Regions from separate parts of the Mus musculus genome. Here region 1 is linked to region 2. The links are chromatin contacts, called in public Hi-C maps. All regions are on one chromosome and are shown on one strand. Each heading gives the region's core, a stretch centred on a gene start, on an enhancer-like site or on the middle of the called end of the contact. The rest is flanking DNA. Distances are from core to core; before and after follow the strand shown.

Region 1 (2,700 bases), core at 43-2,542, 69 kb before region 2:
TTATTTTATAAGAGGTCACAAGGTGAGTGACAGGCTTGCCGTTGCTCTCTCTCTCCAAAAGTGCTTGTGCTCATATATCTCTCTATAGATCTAGACGGGGAGAGGATATAGTTCACGTTGACCCATGATTGTTTTCTTCCCCAAATTTCTGTGTCTGAGCAATAAGCTCTGATCTTAAATTTTATTTGGCAAGTTACAGAGTGTGCTAGTTTATCAGAGAGGTAACAAATGGATTTTTTTTCCTTCTGAATTTCAATGAAAGAGGAGTATTCATCTTCAGTATTGATCTACTGTGCCTAGGGGTGCTTGGGTGATTAGCACTCTCCTGTATTTATAGAGAATCTGCACTTCATAAATGTCGAAAGGCACTTTGCTTTACATAAGTGGCCGTGTTCCGACATCTCACAAAGTTAGCAATTATCACGAGCACCACGTTGGGGAAGGTGGGAAGTAAATAATCGCAGAGGGGAGTCAGCATGGTTCTTGCTAGAACGGGGCCACAAGGAGATGTTCTTCCTGCTCTGTTTTACTTGGGCTGCATGTCCTTGACCCACGGAGACATGGGGGACTTTCTGAGCTCCATTTTGGTTTTCTGCATCAAAGGTCTCCTTCTCATGAGGTTGAATGCCAAGTGGTCCAAGAAACCGACATACCAAACAAGCAAACAAACGAGCAAACAAACAAAATCTTCTTTCCACTTGGGATGCCCATGCTGAGACAGGAGAAAACTTCATCTTGAGTCTAGGAATCAGAAAGGGTAGTCTTTGGGGGGTTCTGTGGAATTATTATATTAAGGTTTATAAAGAACCTTTTATATACTTTTGTGACAATATAAGTGAATATTTCAGACAATTTTTGAAATTGGAGATAGAAGGCTCCTAAGCAGTGTTTGTGAGCTGCCCTGACCATTTAACCTTCACCAAACTGACCAGCTCTTTCATGTCCTGCAGACAAGATCAGTGCCTGTAGAGGTTTTTCTTGGTCTTCAATAAAGCCTCTGAAAAGTTGTCATAGCAACAGTGGCAACAGATAATAAAACAGGCTGAGAAGGTGGCCTCACTGGCCTTCAGGCTTTGTTAGCTGATGCTGTCCTGGGCTGTAATGGCTTGTTCACAGATAACATTTCATTTCAAAAATGCTCGATTTTGGAGACCCCTAGAAGAGGCATATCTTGTCCTCAAAATGACCACTTAGGCCTCCCTCCTTTGTACCCTCCGTCTGTACGGTTAGCCTGTGCTCGATCCGTGGGCACAGAGATTGCCATTCTCAGTTGAGTTATTCCTGATCGTGAGCTTGCTGGATGATGTTAAGCTGGGGCTTGTCATCTTTCCTCAATTGCTTTCCGTGGATCACTGCGTTTTCCAGCACTGTGTGGGAGTCGTGTGAAGCTCTCTTTGTTCAGTCTGCCAGCGGAGTCTGAGATGTCCTGGGTGTTTTTCCAGCAGGCTGCTATCACCTACACATGGTTGTTATGCATGTTATGGCTCTTGCATTTAATGATTGTGTTAAATGATGTTGCTTTCATGGTTCGGAGGGATGGTGTGCAAAGGCTCCGTGTATTTTAGGATGCTGGGACTGAGTGATGTGTTCCATCTGTCTCTCTGGCACAAGTTTTTACTTCAAGTTTTCTGTGTTAAGGGTCTGAGGTTGTCACATTTATGTCATTTCTTCTCAGTGTCAAAACTTGTCATGTCTTCTCAATAGATTAAGGAAAAGAAATTCTACTTTCAGTTTTTGTCCTTGTTTGATGCTTGTGGCCTGATTTCTGGCATTTAAAAAAGACTTCAGGATTTCTTTGAAAGTTGCAGTTTTGGTCCTTTATCTGCCCGGGTGTTTACTTGCCTCTATTTCTTCCATGTGTGTTTTCTTCCTCTTCCTCTTTCTCTTCCTCCTCCTCTTCTTCCTCCTCTTCCTCCTACTTCTCCTCTGTCTTCTTTTTTCTTGATGCTGAGGACTGAACCCAGGGTCTGTGCATGCTAAGCACACACGCTACCTCTGAGCTGCCCTATCCAGTCTGCTTCTTAAGCAAGACTTTCCGTGGCTCTTCTACTGACCCTACAGGAACACAATAGGCACCTCATAAAATTTTGCTCACGTTAAATTTCAGGTTGGATTCAGAGAAGGCGCCATTTGAATGAATGCTGTTTTACTGGGCCATGTGTATGCTGAGGTGTTTCAGAGGGTTATGGCCTTATGTCAGGCAGCAGATTAGAGCTGAACTCACCCTGCTGATAACCCGCCATTCCCTGTGTAAATCAAGAGCAGATGTGCAAGCTGCAGGCAGAGAGTGCAGACTGACACAGTTCTACAAGCTGACCTGATAAGTAAGAATATTCATAGGCTGATGAAAATGTTTAAAAAGGAATATTTGTACACTGGAAAAAATCGCACATTGGAAAAATGCCCACAACTGCTCCGGGAAAGCCAAACCCATAGTCATTCTACTCTTGAGGAAGCCAAATCTATTTTGGGGTATTTTGAAAATCAGATTTATTGCCGTGATTATTTGAAATACTCTTCTAGAGAGAGAACAAAGGATGTATTTTGTCTTTCATCCCAATAACTCGGGTGATATGTGGCCCTTGATTTTGATCAGTTGAGGTAGTGCCCTGTGATAATAAATGAGGAGGCAGAGACGATAAACTGCCCGGTCCACCCACTCACCTCCAGCCTTTAAACACAGATTGACTCTGGACATGA
Region 2 (2,700 bases), core at 23-2,522:
CCACATCGCACATACATTCTGATTCCTTGCTCAATGTTGCCCTTCAGGTGCCACGCTGACCTCTGGAAGATCAGCCTTGGGAATTACTGAGGTGGGCAGTGTTTCGCTATGGACCATTTGGCAGACCTAATTTCCATGGGAGGAGAATACCACAGTATTGTGGATTTGTCCACCACTGTTACTTCTCTTCTGGCCCTGAGATGAAGTTGGCTTCACTCTGACATGGTGAAGAAATCAGATCTTCTGGCCAGAAGAAGCTGTGTGTGTTCTTTGAAGACGGGATGCAGACTTGTCTCGCTGGGGGAACACACTGATGTCCTTGTGCTCTGAACAGACAATTCTTCTTTCCTTTTAAGAGTCTGCAGTCATATTTTGGGGATGTTTGGACAAATCCATCTTTTTATAGTATAGACTTAGAACTCACCTAGCTGGCTTTTTATTAAACTCATAAATGAAGGTATTTAAAGCATAGTTAATGTTCCAGGGGCATGATTGTCATGATCTAATGGGTTTCTTCTCTCTCTCTCTCTCTCTCTCTCTCTCTCTCTCTCTCTCTCTCTCTCTCTCTCTTTGCTTGCCTGTCTGTCTGTCTGTCTGTCTGCCTCTCAGAATTATCAGTGTAAACCAAGTAGTATATCAGATGGATAATGGGTGTGGGGTTCAAACTCTGTAGGTCAGCCAGTGTCAGCTGTATGCCTGTCTGTGCTCTAACCTGCTCAATGGGTGAAGTATGAGGTAATGTGTTCACAACAATGGTACACACATAGGAAGTGCCTAGGAGGGGACACATTATTGAAGGAGAAGAAGAAAAAGAAGGAGAAGGAGAAGGAGGAGGAGGAGGAGGAGGAGGAGAAGAAGAGGAAGAAGAAGAAGAAGAAGAAGAAGAAGAAGAAGAAGAAGAAGAAGAAGAAGACGCAGCAGCAGCAGCAGCAGCAGCAGCAGCAGCAGCAGCAGCAGCAGCAGCAGCAGCAGCAGCAGCAGAGCAGCAGCAGCAGCAGCAGCAGCAGCAGCAGCAGCCGCCGCCGCCACCATGGTGATCATTAGCATGGTGGCCATTTCTACTATGCCCCCAAATCTTCACATCAGGTGGCTTATGCTTTTTAAGTGTTAAAATAAATAAAACATCTATGCTCCCACTGTGGATAGATTTTCAATTTCTCCTATTATAGCAGGCAGTAAAATAGATTTCTTAATAAGTCTCCACGTTAGAAAGGCAGGTCTGACCAAAGAGTGGGCACATTAGCAGCTGTGAGATTCATCAGTCACAGCAGCTGGGCGAACTCTCTGGTGGATGTGCGAGAGTGATGAGCCTTTGTCACGTCACACCGCTTTCCCTCGCCATCTCTCTCCCCGGTTACATTTTTTAAAAATAATGCCGTTAATTTTCATGAGTGTTTCAAGCCTGAGTTAGATATCATATTATAAATACCTCAGAAACTGAGGAGGATCTGGGTAACAAGAGCAGATTACTAACCTCCCACGAATCAAAATCAGACCCACGGAATCCAAACTTAGATACCCATAAAAATCCACCCTGTTCTGTTTCCCCAGGATTACAGCCCGTTGCTGACGATTTAAGCCGCCTGCAGATCTGTGGCTACGGCATCTAATTGCAGATGGGTTTAAACCTTGAGCAGGTCAATGGAAGCGTGATGATCTCAGGATAATTTGTCTTTTCTGTATTTCTATGGCATGATATATAATCCCTGGCTGGAAAGGGTCCTTGTGGGTGTCAGCCTCTGCTCCCGCCTGTAATAGAATGAAGAAGTGGCAAATAGGCGATCCTTTGTATAAATCTCTTTTCCCTGCATAATGTGGGTCGAGGGACAGGCCCACCTTTGTTAAAGCAGGGACAAGGGCATTGGGCACAGAAGCCATCCTGGATTTGCTTCAGTAGTGCATGCACAGGCTTTTGAAATCTTGCCTTGCTGTGTGGCAGTCTTGATTGCCAGAGAGCCATGTTTCTCTTTTTACGTAAGTCTTGCTTTCTCTGCTCCCCCTTGAGCTAGCTGGAGCACCTCAGATTGGGTGGGGGTCAAGAACTTTGAAGAGGTGATTGTTACGTGGTGATGCAGGAGCCAGAGAGGATGGAGAACTGGTTTTATCTGTGCCTGAACCTGTAAGACTCGCTCTCTCTGCTTAAGACCTGATGATCAGTAACTCGACAGGGGTTTATGGGAAAACGTAGAGTGGGCTATAGAGCAAGCCTTTTTCTCTCAACACTTCAGGCATGCCTAAGTAACCGACAGGTAGATGGCTCAGTTGGTAAAGTGTAGGCACAGTTGGTAGAGTGTATGCAACCATAGGACACAAGTCCAACCCCCAGAAGCTGTGTAAAAAAAAGTCGGGTGTAGTATAATCCCAGCTTTGTTGGGGAGGTAGACAGGTTCATTCCTGGGACTCCTGGGTTCGCCAGCGTAGCTTGGTTAGTGGGCTTCAGGTCAGTGAGACCCTGTCTTAAAAAGTAGTGGAAGGCTTTTGAAACCCAAAGCTGTTCTGTGGCCTCCATATGCACTGGCACATGTACACACACACACATACACACACACACACACACACACACAGCACACAGAGTCACACACATATGTACAGTCACACAATACATACAGAGTCACACACATATGTACAGTCACACACATATATACAGAATCACACACATATTTATATACAATCACACACACACACACACACACACCATGC

What was found. A called contact is a pair of places that touch in the nucleus more often than the background predicts.
Region 1: a contact with region 2 is called in a Hi-C map of cortical neurons, with 2.6 times the contacts expected there. The contact joins two enhancer-like sites. A contact is called at or near these places in 1 of 39 promoter capture datasets (hippocampal neurons) and 6 of 484 Hi-C or Micro-C datasets (cerebral cortex, cortical neurons, frontal cortex and 1 more).

What each region holds. Positions count from the first base shown.
Region 1 is chr3:50,982,888-50,985,587 of GRCm38.p6, reverse strand. No RefSeq gene overlaps it. Among named protein-coding and RNA genes, the nearest start is that of Gm35756, 59 kb to the left of the region's middle. Within about 2 kb of position 1,292, at least 52 of the 459 cell types and tissues checked have an H3K27ac peak or open chromatin away from gene starts, as enhancers often do. A contact at or near this core is called in cortical neurons and hippocampal neurons, where this site is marked.
Region 2 is chr3:50,913,878-50,916,577 of GRCm38.p6, reverse strand. No RefSeq gene overlaps it. Among named protein-coding and RNA genes, the nearest start is that of Gm37548, 26 kb to the right of the region's middle. Within about 2 kb of position 1,272, at least 24 of the 459 cell types and tissues checked have an H3K27ac peak or open chromatin away from gene starts, as enhancers often do. A contact at or near this core is called in cortical neurons and hippocampal neurons, where this site is marked.